Linked DNA regions of Mus musculus: all the other regions are linked to region 2. The links are chromatin contacts, called in public promoter capture Hi-C maps. All regions are on one chromosome and are shown on one strand. The core of a region is the stretch at or near the end of the contact, and the rest is flanking DNA. Distances in the headings are between cores, read along the strand shown. Region 1 holds the start of Grhl1 (grainyhead like transcription factor 1). Region 2 holds the start of Trappc12 (trafficking protein particle complex 12). Region 3 holds the start of Kidins220 (kinase D-interacting substrate 220).

Evidence for each region. Promoter capture Hi-C pulls out the DNA fragments that hold promoters and counts their contacts.
Region 1: a promoter capture Hi-C map of pre-B cells shows a contact between it and region 2. The contact joins the promoter of Grhl1 here to the promoter of Trappc12 in region 2. A contact is called at or near these places in 2 of 39 promoter capture datasets (cranial neural crest and pre-B cells).
Region 3: a promoter capture Hi-C map of pre-B cells shows a contact between it and region 2. The contact joins the promoter of Kidins220 here to the promoter of Trappc12 in region 2. A contact is called at or near these places in 1 of 39 promoter capture datasets (pre-B cells) and 1 of 484 Hi-C or Micro-C datasets (B cells).

What each region holds. Positions count from the first base shown.
Region 1 is chr12:24,569,762-24,573,557 of GRCm38.p6, reverse strand. Grhl1 (grainyhead like transcription factor 1) reads right to left here and starts at 1,271. Exons shown (of 16, transcript NM_001161406.1): 1 at 1,100-1,271. The coding sequence starts at 1,119.
Region 2 is chr12:28,749,123-28,752,530 of GRCm38.p6, reverse strand. It overlaps Trappc12 (trafficking protein particle complex 12), which reads left to right and starts at 2,131. Exons shown (of 12, transcript NM_178811.5): 1 at 2,131-2,369. It overlaps Eipr1 (EARP complex and GARP complex interacting protein 1), which reads right to left and starts at 712. Exons shown (of 9, transcript NM_201357.3): 1 at 527-712. The coding sequence starts at 568.
Region 3 is chr12:24,973,471-24,976,968 of GRCm38.p6, reverse strand. Kidins220 (kinase D-interacting substrate 220) reads right to left here and starts at 2,037. Exons shown (of 32, transcript NM_001081378.1): 1 at 1,907-2,037. Gm36236 (a long non-coding RNA gene) reads left to right here and starts at 1,372. Exons shown (of 2, transcript XR_381341.3): 1 at 1,372-1,610; 2 at 1,856-3,498.

The DNA of each region.
Region 1 (3,796 bases), core at 22-2,521, 4.2 Mb after region 2:
ACAGCAGTTGGCTCGCTCAACAGTCGTAATGCTAGTTTTTCAAGCTTCCCTTCTCCCATCCCATCCAACATTGGTACAAGCATCAGAAAATAAATATTTTCCAAGTGGCTTTATGTCTGCAATTACCCTGAAGGCATTTTATATTTCCAAAGTATGCCTAAGGCCAAGAGGCTGGCACTGGGACTTTTGCCTAGTCAGTAAGTAGAGAAATAAACACATGAACAATTGCAGCCCACTTCTTCAAGAAGAGCAAGTTGTTGCTCCGGCCCTGAAGGTTCATGGGTGTTTTCAAATGAGCCTCAGACCTTCAAGAGTTATAGGTCAGGATTCTAAAAGGAAAGCCGAGCACTACCTGAACTTCATTTTCTACAAGACAAGATTAATCTCTTACTGATTCCACACTCAGCTAACCTTCATCAGAAAACAAGCATGAGAAAAATCCACCCTTAACAAGTTAACTATGAAACCAATTCTTCACTCCAGATTTACTGAGCCGAGATAAGACAGACTTGATCTTTCAGAACATCTTCATATTTATAGAAAAGTTGCGAGTAAAATCGAGAACTGCCCCCACACAAGTCCTGCCAACGTCTGATCACATCTTACATCATCACTGAACATTTCTCGCTGCTTTCTTATGTCCCAAACTCTAAAAAGCAATCCCGATTCGACAGTGGTCTCTAACTTTATCACCCTGCGTGCAGTTTCTTCCTCTTGATATTCCCAAACGGCAAAAATAGTCTTCTGTAATTACCATCGGTGATGCAAGGGCCCAAGAACACCCACAGCAGATTTCTCACACAGCAGCCGGAGTGAAGAAAACGCGCGGGCAGCGGACACTTCAACCTTCCCCTAGATCTCTCGCTCCGGCAGCTCCGCAGGTGACAGGAGGCTGCCCAGGGTCCACCCGTCCCCACCGGTCCATGAGCGCGGGGCCCGGGAGCCCGGGAGCCCTTAGACGACAGGCCGAGTGTCCCCCCCCACCCCCTAGCCTCGCCCCACCCAGCCTGTCCTCCCAGCTCCCGGAACCCGCGCCGTCGCCGCGGCAGGTGCGGTGGCCCCCGGGCCCTGGCCGGACTCGCGCCCGCGCCTCACTCACTTGTCGTACTCCTGTGTCATCGCGCTCGCTCGCCGCTGCCGGGCCGCAGAACTGGACTTTCGGGTTGGGACAGTACACCCGATCCGGGGGGAGGAGGCGGCGGCGGGCGGCGCGCGGCGGCAGGCGGTGGGTCCGGAGCGGCGGCCCCGACGGGTTGGGTTCGCTTTTCTCGCTCTGAGCCGGCTCGGCGCGGGCTGCGCGCACTGGGCGCTGGGCTCGGCCTCCCATTGGCTGGCGGAGCTCCGGCCCAAGGCGGAGCTTCTGGAACTGGGAGGAGGGAGCTCCTCCTGATTGGTGAGATGGAGCTCTGGGGAGGAGCCTGGGGGCGGACCGGAGGGCGGGGGCCACGCGGTGCTCGGCGGTGCTCAGCGGCGCTGGGGAGCTTGCGCGCGGCTGGCCCCGGTGGCGCCGGCCGGTAGTGCCGCCGGCGCCGAGAGGCTTCGGCGCACACCCGCGTGGGCGCGTTTCACCTTCCAGTTCTCTCTCGCGGTCAGTTCTCCGGCCCCAAGGCCTCTGCCTGGGAAATACCTAGGGAATTTCTTTGCAGCTGTGCAGGTTTGGAGGTTTCCTTCTGGTTCATCTCTCAGTGCCCACCATGTGACAGTCGCCAATCTGCACAGCCTCTTAATAACCCACGTTTCCCCGGCCAGCGGTCCCTGTTTATTGGGCACCTATCAAGTGTCAAAAGCATCACTCTAAGACACCTTCCCAAGCCCCAGAGGTCCCCACCAGCCTCCTGAGGGCATCTGAACTTGCTTGGCTCTTCATCTGCCCAGCGCTATATTTGGACTTTAGCATCCTCAACCCCTACCTACTACCTGTGTGGTCTTTCTGTTTGGCCAGCTCCAGATTGGCTTCCACTTTTTCCTCCCATATCCTAACCCCTTTTTAAACCATTTTCCTATGGGTCGGTTTCTTTAACCTCAGCCTCAGGCCTACAACAGTAGAGACAGGGACCTAGACAGAGAGGACAAGGCAGAGACAGAGCAGGCAAATTTTCCTGCCTCCTAGAGCGTCCTACTTTGAGAGTCACGGTGACTCCTTTGGTGTGCGGAGAGAGATGGCACTCTTTGCAGGTGGATGGGGAAAGTAGAGTGGAGCTCTCTGGGTTTAAAGATGTAGATGGCGAGGGGGTGGGCATAAGGGTGAAGGCACAGCTATAGACCGTGATAGAGGAGACACGAGTGTGTCCACTGAGGAGCTAGGAAAGCAGTGTGGCCAGAGAGTAACTGGGCACTGGTGCAAACTGTAGAGCCCCGCGGGTTTCTGTAAGGCCTTAAGTGAGGAAGCTTTGAAGGACTTGCGGTAGGGCATAGACAGACTTCACTCGTGTTTTCAAATAATCTGGTCACTGAATGGTAGGGAATCAGCAGGAGGCAATTTCAAAAGAGACAAGCAAAAGATAAATAGTAGCCAGAAGCATGACCCGGGGTGATGGGACACTGAGAAGGGTTTGAATTCTAGATGCCTCTGTGTTCAAACGAACAGGATTCTCTGAGACCCAAAGGGCAGGTTAGAGAGCACCTCTGACAGATGGTGTGCAGACAATCCCAGGACTCAGGAGTTGAGGCAGGAGGCTCTCCAGTTCCAGGCCAGGCCCAAAGTGAAACTTTGACAACAGCAACCAAAGTCATTCTTGTTCAGAACGACCAGAGGTTTCAGCTGAGCAGCTGGATAGAGTGACTGCTGCCTCTGAGATGGCGAGGGACAGCAGACATAGCAGTTTATAAGTGGGCAAGGGTCCTGTTTAGGATGTGCTAAGTTTAAAATTCATTTTCCTTCTGAGTACATGAGTCACGCAGATGGATACTAGACTGGAGTTCCAGTGGGAGATCTGGACCAAAAATTGACCTCTGGGCAAGATCATCCTGAGGGAAGAATTCAAAGCCTTGAAATGGCTGAAGCCCTAAGGCAGGGAGGAGCCCCTGGGTCCTGGAGCCTCCAACATCAAAGGCTCAGAGGGAGAAGAGCCAGGAGAGCAGAGAGGGCAGTCAGGTGAGCTGGGAGGCCACTGAGAGATGATGGACCAGGGAGACAGGTGTGTTCTTGCTAAGGGCTGACCATGCCTTTGTCCTGTGCTAGCTGCCTCTCACCTCCCAACCCTGTGTTCTCAGTTCTCTGAGGTGCTAGCGCTCTAGTCAGTAACCACAGACATGATGCTCAGAGCGGTTTCCAGCCTCTGTGCTCAGCCCTGGGGCAACTCTGGGGCCTGGGGCCTGTTCTTTCTTTACTTGATAGTTTCAAATTTAAGAAAATTATATATGTATGCATACACACATAAGCACAAATGCACACCAACACAGACATGTCTCCATACTCTTGCCAGGGTGGCCCTTCCTAAAACACCATCCTATGTCATCCCCAATAAAGCCTTCCCTTCCCAAGTCAGCTGATATCCTGGAGGTTGGCAGACACCACTTTGCTCAGACACCACAGACTTGGGAGCACTTCCACACCCCTATCTGGCCTTCCCGAGCCTTGGCCCAGTGAGCCATCCACAATGCTGACAGCATAGTTCCAGCACGTTTACCATGCCCTGTTTGCCATGTCTGAGATCTTATGTGAGCTTTCCCAGAGAAGGCATTGTTTTGTCAGTGCTGGGTCCCCAGCACTGGTGTGTATATGAAAAATTTCCTGGAGACAGTTATCAAATGGCACAGTTTTCTGTAGGCCCCCAAGACCCTGGATTTGTCTCAT
Region 2 (3,408 bases), core at 882-3,381:
AGGAAGGCGCTGAGAATGGCAGAAGTCTCCAGTGAGCTCTTAGCAAATCATGGTCCAGGTCTGAAGAACTCCCTGGGAGATGGAAACCCTCATCCCACTATTGACTCGAATCTGTAACGAGTTTAGTAGCTATTGAAATAAAAAGTTCATAAGGAAAAAGGCAAGTATATTTCCAACCTGAGTGAGCAAAATGCTTCATAACAGACCAGCCAGCCAGCAACTCCCCTCCCCACGAAGTCCCTCTTTAATGCTCTTGTACTGAGCAGTATCCAACACACAACTCAATGGTCAATAATTGCTACTCAAGACCCCAGAAGTGCGAGTGTAATCAAGTCACCTGCGAGGCCGAGTGCTCACCCTCTGCTGTCTATGCCAGCCCTGGCCCTCACTTGGCCACACTCCCTGCGCGTACCCTCTCCCCAAATCCGGGCCTTGAAGCCCAGAATCCTTGGAACCAGACTGAGTGTGGGCGCTCTCTGGTGAGGGCCAGGCACAGGCGGCACCTCACCGACTCCGCCATGCTCACCTGGAATTCCAGCCCGTAAATCACCGGGGCGTCGTCTTCCATGATACTCTGCCTACCCAGCTACTCACGCCTCAGAGCTCGAGTCCCCCCTCACCAGGGATCGCTCAGAACCCATTCATTCCCCGCCTGAAAAATGGACTACGAGACCCAGACCGGCTCCCTGACGGCTCACTTCCTGTTTTCTTCGTCGCGTCATCAATACGCTCCTCCCCGGTGGCCAATGGCAGCTGGGCCTTTATTCTGCGCATGCTCATTTGGCCTTTCATGAGACCCAGCAGCTACAGGAGATCCTGGGTTGGAAGGCCGGGCCCGGAGCAAAAGCAGCGGGAATGGACGTCCATCAGGGCGGCGCTCTTATCCTGCGCTGCTCCCTCAAGTTCCAAAGATCTGAGCCCTAAAGAGAACAGTTAACTTGGCATTATGGTTGGCAGAGCTTTACTCCTAAACCGTGGTCCTGAGCACCAGAGCACTGCCCAACCCACTGCCAGGACCTTCGATCCAGCCTCAGAAGCAGGCTCTTAGATGTCCATTTAAAGATAAGATGCTGCAAGCTTGAGTCAAGACTGTGGTGATGGTGTAAGTGGGCAGTGACATACAGCGAGCGGTGTGCACTTCACGTAACCACCCAGTCCTGCACAGAGACACAACTAAGCCCACGATCTAAACTGTCCAGAGCTCTCAGAGACAGAAGGCTCTAGGACCTGGCATGGAAAATACTGCAAGAATGCACCATAGGAAATGAACTGTCTTGGTTCTATGAAGTTCTGGATCTCCACACGCGTTTCTTCTGTGTTTTGACTTTGCCATTATCTCTTGACTGACCTTCATGACAGCAGTTTCTGTGATGCTACCATTAGCCCCCTTAGTAGTCATCCATTGCCCACCTTTGTCTTACCTTGACTTTCTGATAAAACCTCTGGCAACTAGCTTCCACCGATCCCAAAGCTATGAAAGTCATGAGATAGCACCTGAGACCTACCCACCTACCCACTGCTTCCGAAGTGTGCTTAAGAAGTAGGTATTTTTGGTTGTTACTGTAAAACTTCATCAAATTGTTATCATGTAGGGCAGAATCTACGGTGACCTGAATCTATGTTCCCAAGCTATAGTCACTCACAGAATAAATTCTTCTTCCCTTTGAGATGAGAGCTGTGTTTTTACGTTGTCATAGAAATGTGACACAGAAAATCAAGAAAGCAAGGTTCTTGACTTGAGGACGATTCTCAACCAACCATGAGTTCAGCAAGCAAGGCTGACTCTTGACTCCTTAATTCCTCCCCGCAACTTTACGGATGTTAGCACACACTGCCACAGACACAAGGGGGGAAACGTGGAGAATCAACTAGCACAAAGATAAAATCCTAGGAAAAAACATCCTTGGTTGGTGACAGGCCCAAGGACAGACGATTTTCTTCAATCTCCAGGACCATCCTTGTCCCCTACCCAGTTTGGCCTTAGGCCCCGCCCACAGCTCTTGAGCCGGATATGCGCCCGGCTTCCAGTGGAGAGCTTAGCGGCTCCCAAACTGAGCATGTGCGGAAGTCGGGTCTCCGCGGCCAGCACACGCAGACGCACAAACGCGCGGGACCTTGGATCTTGAGTTTACTTCCGGTCTTCCGTCATCTCTTCGGACCCTTTTCGCCTGTGGGTGACCCGACCTCAGGGGCGGGTGGCAGGTGAGGAGCGGGTCGCAGTGAGGAGGGTCGCCGGTACCCTTGACCTTCCCACAGAGGGCGGCGTCCTCGCGTAATCAACCGCTCTCGGCCACGCAGAGTAGCCCCACGAGGGGCTGGCTCCTTCGGGCTTTAGCCAATTCTGTGTGCTCCCTGTGGTTTTGGACAAGGTACACACCCTCCTGACCTCGGTTTTATGTGTATAAAGTGCGGGTTCGTTAGCATGCTTAGAAGGTGCCCGTGTTACATCACCAGTGTTCGAGCTATGTTTTTGGTTTGCCCCAACTTTTGCTCCTGTCGACCTCGGTGTGTCATAGCCCCACAATAAATGAAGCACTGCAGTAAGCCAGAGTCGGGGTTAAGAGATAGAGGATGGGGTGCCATAGACATAACCTGACCACTGACGAATGAGTAGTGTTGTGTGGGAAAAGTGATTCCTTCCTGTAAGCATTCGGGAGATTGTGATGTGGAATATTTTAAGTTTGAGGTCAGTCTGGGCTAAATAGGGAGACACCCCAACCCCCTCAAAAGAAAGAAAGAATGAATAGAGTCTAAAAACTAAAACAAGGGTTGACAGGATGGCTCAGTGTCTGTCACCATTCCTGATAATCTGAGCTGCATCCACAGGACCCACACGATGGAAGAAGAGTTGTTCTTCCACATGATTGTCTTCTGACCATAAATAGACAAATGAATAAATACAGTAAGACGAGGTGTTGGTGCTGAGCCTGTATCATTTGAGAAGTAGAGGCAGGATGTTCAGGAGTTCAAAGTCGTCTTAGGCTATATAACAAATTTAAGGCCAGCTTAGGTTACCTACGACCTTGATTTATAAAAACAAACTCTCACACATATTAAAAAGCTAAATAAATGTTAAAAAAAAAAAAGTATCAGCCAGCCAGTGTGTGGTGAAATCGGAGTGTGTGTATGCTGTTGCAGGAAGGAACTGCAGGTCTGTGATTGCTCTTGGCAGTGGTGGTCCTTTTCTCTGAGCGCTCAGGAGGCACAGGCAGACTGATCTCTGAGTTCGAGGGTAGCCTGATCTACAGAGTGAGTTCCAGGACAGCCAGGGCTACTTGGAGAAACTCTCTCTTTAAAAACAAATAAGTGGTCGGGCAGTGTTGGTGCATGCCTTTAATCCCAGCAATTGGGAGTCAAAGGCAAGCAGTTTTCTGAGTTCAAGGCCAGCCTGATCTACAGAGAGAGTTC
Region 3 (3,498 bases), core at 788-3,287, 3.8 Mb after region 2:
AGCTATGAACAGAGAAAGTCTCTTCGTCAGTGCGGCCTCAGTGTGGCCCCTGAGACACAGGTCATCAAGCTACCCAGGATTCTGACCTCTCCTCAACCCCAGAAGCCTCCTTTCCCCAAGGTTTCTGCTTGTGCCTTCCAAACATTCAGGAATTCAGTGAAGAAAAATAAAACTGACATTCTTCAACAAAAGCTGGAAAAGGGGATGGCAGGCTCACACGGGATCATATATAGAAAAATATAATTTAGCAGTGCATGCATACACAATATAGACTTAAAAAAAAAAAAAAAGAATCAGAACTCTAGGCACAAGTTAGGGACCAAAACAGACAGCCTACAGGAAAGGAATCAGGCAATTAAAGTGGAAAAGAAATGCAAGACATTACGTTTAACCAAATAGAATTCCCAAAGTTTGAATTTTGGACAGAACAAAATATCCAGAGATAAGGAAAATAATAAACGACCATGTGACTGGGAAAGAAAAACAATGTTAGTGTTGTTGTCATGAACACCAGAGAAAGAGCACCCATGCGTGCAGGGATGGAAGGGAAAGAAAAGAGGAGAGGTGGGAGGAAATGGGAAAGTCTAGGAAAGAAGGCAGCAGGCATTTCGTTACATATGTGTGCCCCTTCCAACCAGCCACCTTAGAATTGATTGGGGCTGTGGGGATACCCTTAAAGAGCTGATAACTAGAGAATGATGTAGTGGCACAGGGGCCTGGGAGGCAGAAGCAGGCTGATCTCTATCAGTTCCAAGCAGACCAGGGCTACATATTAAGAAGACCAGGGAGGGAGAGGAAAAAAAGGAGAAGAGGGGGATGAAGGAGGAGGAGAAAAAGGAGGGAGGGAGGGAGGGAGGGAGGGAGGGAAGGAGGGAAGGTAGAAAAAAATGAAAAAGAGAAAAGAATTTATGGAAACGAGATGCCAAAGATAAATCTGGAAACCATTCTCAGAGTGTTTAAAAGGATTCTCAAACTGGTGTGCAATTATTTGTCTCCTGACCCAAATAGTCCCATTTTTGCAGGCCTGTGGTGAAGCTCAGAAACAAATTTTTAACAAGGACCCCCAAGTCGGTCTGATCAAGTTGACTGACTGTCGTTGTAAAGCTTGAGAACAAAGAACGCACCTTGCCACAGCATTTCCAGTCTTGGCTCTGAACCAGACACCCAACTGCCCTTAAAAATAGATTATGTGTCTTTTCCTTTTACTGTAGACGCTTTGTTTTTTCGTAGCGTCAAAAAGAGAGCGGGGGACTAACCCATCAGAATCACCTCCAAGAGGTTTTTCCTCAGCCACACCCCACACCAAGAAATGGGAAGCTCTGAAAAGCAAAACCGGTGCATTTTTAGCAAGCACCTCTAGGGGGCAGAGAGCTCCACAAACAGTTATTAATGAGAAAATGGTCTAAAATGGTTTAAACGTGAAGACAACCTAGGGAAAAAAAATGTATACAAATCCCCACAAAGCAAACATGGACGCGTTCTATTCGGGGGCTTGCGGGCATCTTGCAAGGCGTTTAAAAGCCTGCACAGGACAATGGGGGCAGTGGGTTCGGCAATTTAGCACAGAAGAAAACAACTTCTCCTCCCTGGAAAGCAAAGCAACCAAGAAGGTAAGGCTCAGGGGCACCGGCTGCGGGACTCACTAAGTGATGGGTGTGACAACAAGGAAAGCGGCCTGGGCCTGGAGTCAGTGCCCACGGGAGAACGCCGCACCGGAGCGCCTGCCTTCCGCGCTTGGCTGCACCGACCTCGCCCGACGCCCGGACGCCCCGCACCCAGCCTCCGATCCCGGCCCCCTCCCCCTCTCCGGTGCCACCGACAGACTCGTCTCCCTTTCCCCTCCCCCCTCCCCCAGCCTCGGACACTGTCGCTCTGCCTCACCCGACCTCTCCGCCTCCGCACTGACCGTGTCACGGCCTGGCCGAAGACGGCGCCCTCAGCTCTGCAGAACAGCGCCGCAGACCTTGTCAGAGGACAAGACGCCAAGAGCACACAGCTATGCCCGCACCACGCCCGGCGGCCATCTTCCTAGGAGTCAGGAACTGACAGGTCACGTGGTCGTGTGGTGGGCGGTGCTCCTTGTGGCCACGCCTCCTGGAGGGGGCAGTGTGGGAGGAGTTGCAGGTGCTGAAGTGGCTTGGACGCCCTTCCCTCTATTTTAAAGGAATGGAAACATTGCTTCTTTGCCTGGTTTGGCTTCAGATGGTTTGGGTTGGGTTAGGTTGGGTTGGGTTGGGTTGGTTTTGATACAGAGTCAAAGTCGCCCAAGCAGGCTTCAAACTTGCTATGTAGCCAAGAATGACCTTTACGCTCCCGATCCTCCTGCCTCCACCTCCCAGCTGACCCAGCTAAATTAGTGTATTTTTCACAGGTGCCCCAGGCAATATTTTTCCCTGTCATTCGCGCTTTTGAAAGTTAATTTATAACCCGTACCTGGCATTATAAGCAATAATTCAGAGAAATAAACAACAATTACAACTTTGGAAGCCATTGCCCACTTTGCAAATGAAAGTCGCTTAGTTCCTCCTTCCAGGGTCCAGAAGTCCGAAATCTGCCTTCTCCATCATCGGAAGAATGCACTGCCTCCGCAGACGTCCATACTGCCTCCTTCCAGCTGAGGACCCCCCGCCCCAACCCCCCAAGGCCCTTCCAGACTTTGCTCTTCCCACCTCTGCAGAAGTATCACCAAATGCTATTAACTGATCCCTGACCACCATCAGCAACCCCATCCTGGCAATATTCCCTTCAAAGGGCCTCCTGACACCCATTTCCTAGTCTTCTTCCAGGCATGGTACTCCTTCCCAGGTTCCACCTACCTTAATTAATTCAGAGTTCCAGAGTTCTGCCCACGGTCAGTCTCATCCCCAATATGGCCGATATTATAGGCTCCCTCCTGATCCATCTCCGGAAGTGAGTGGGACCCCCACAGGAAGTGGAAAGTTATCTCACATATCACCCCATACTGTCTAAGCAGTTCCTGTGTTAATCACTCAGATCTATTTTAAACCTTTTACTCCCCCATGGGCTGCCGACTCTCTCAACTCCTCTCCCTACCCAGAACTCTTCTTATCTGTCAGGACACTAAGCACTTCTCAGTTAAACTCTTCAGTACTGCCCCCCCCATCCGTGGAGCCCGTTCCCCACAGCACCTGGGAGTGAGGCTCTTGGAAGGCGTGCCCTCACAGACCTTGCCCTGTTCTGCCTGCCTTCCCCTTCAAACCCTGCCAGGGCAAACTGGCCAGTATTTTCTGCTAATAGACACACTGGGCTTCGTGGTACACACCTTTGCCCTCAGCACTCAGAAGCAGAGGCAGGGGGAATCTCTGTGAGTTAGAGGCTGGCTGCATAGTGAAACCCTGTCTCAAGAGGAGGAGGAAGAAGAAGAAGATGAAGAAGAGGAAGGAAGGAGAGAAGGGAGGGAAGGGGAGGGAGAATGTTATCAAGGGGTGAGAGAGGTCACTGAAAAGATCTCACTGAAGAGAAATAGCTGCAGAAATG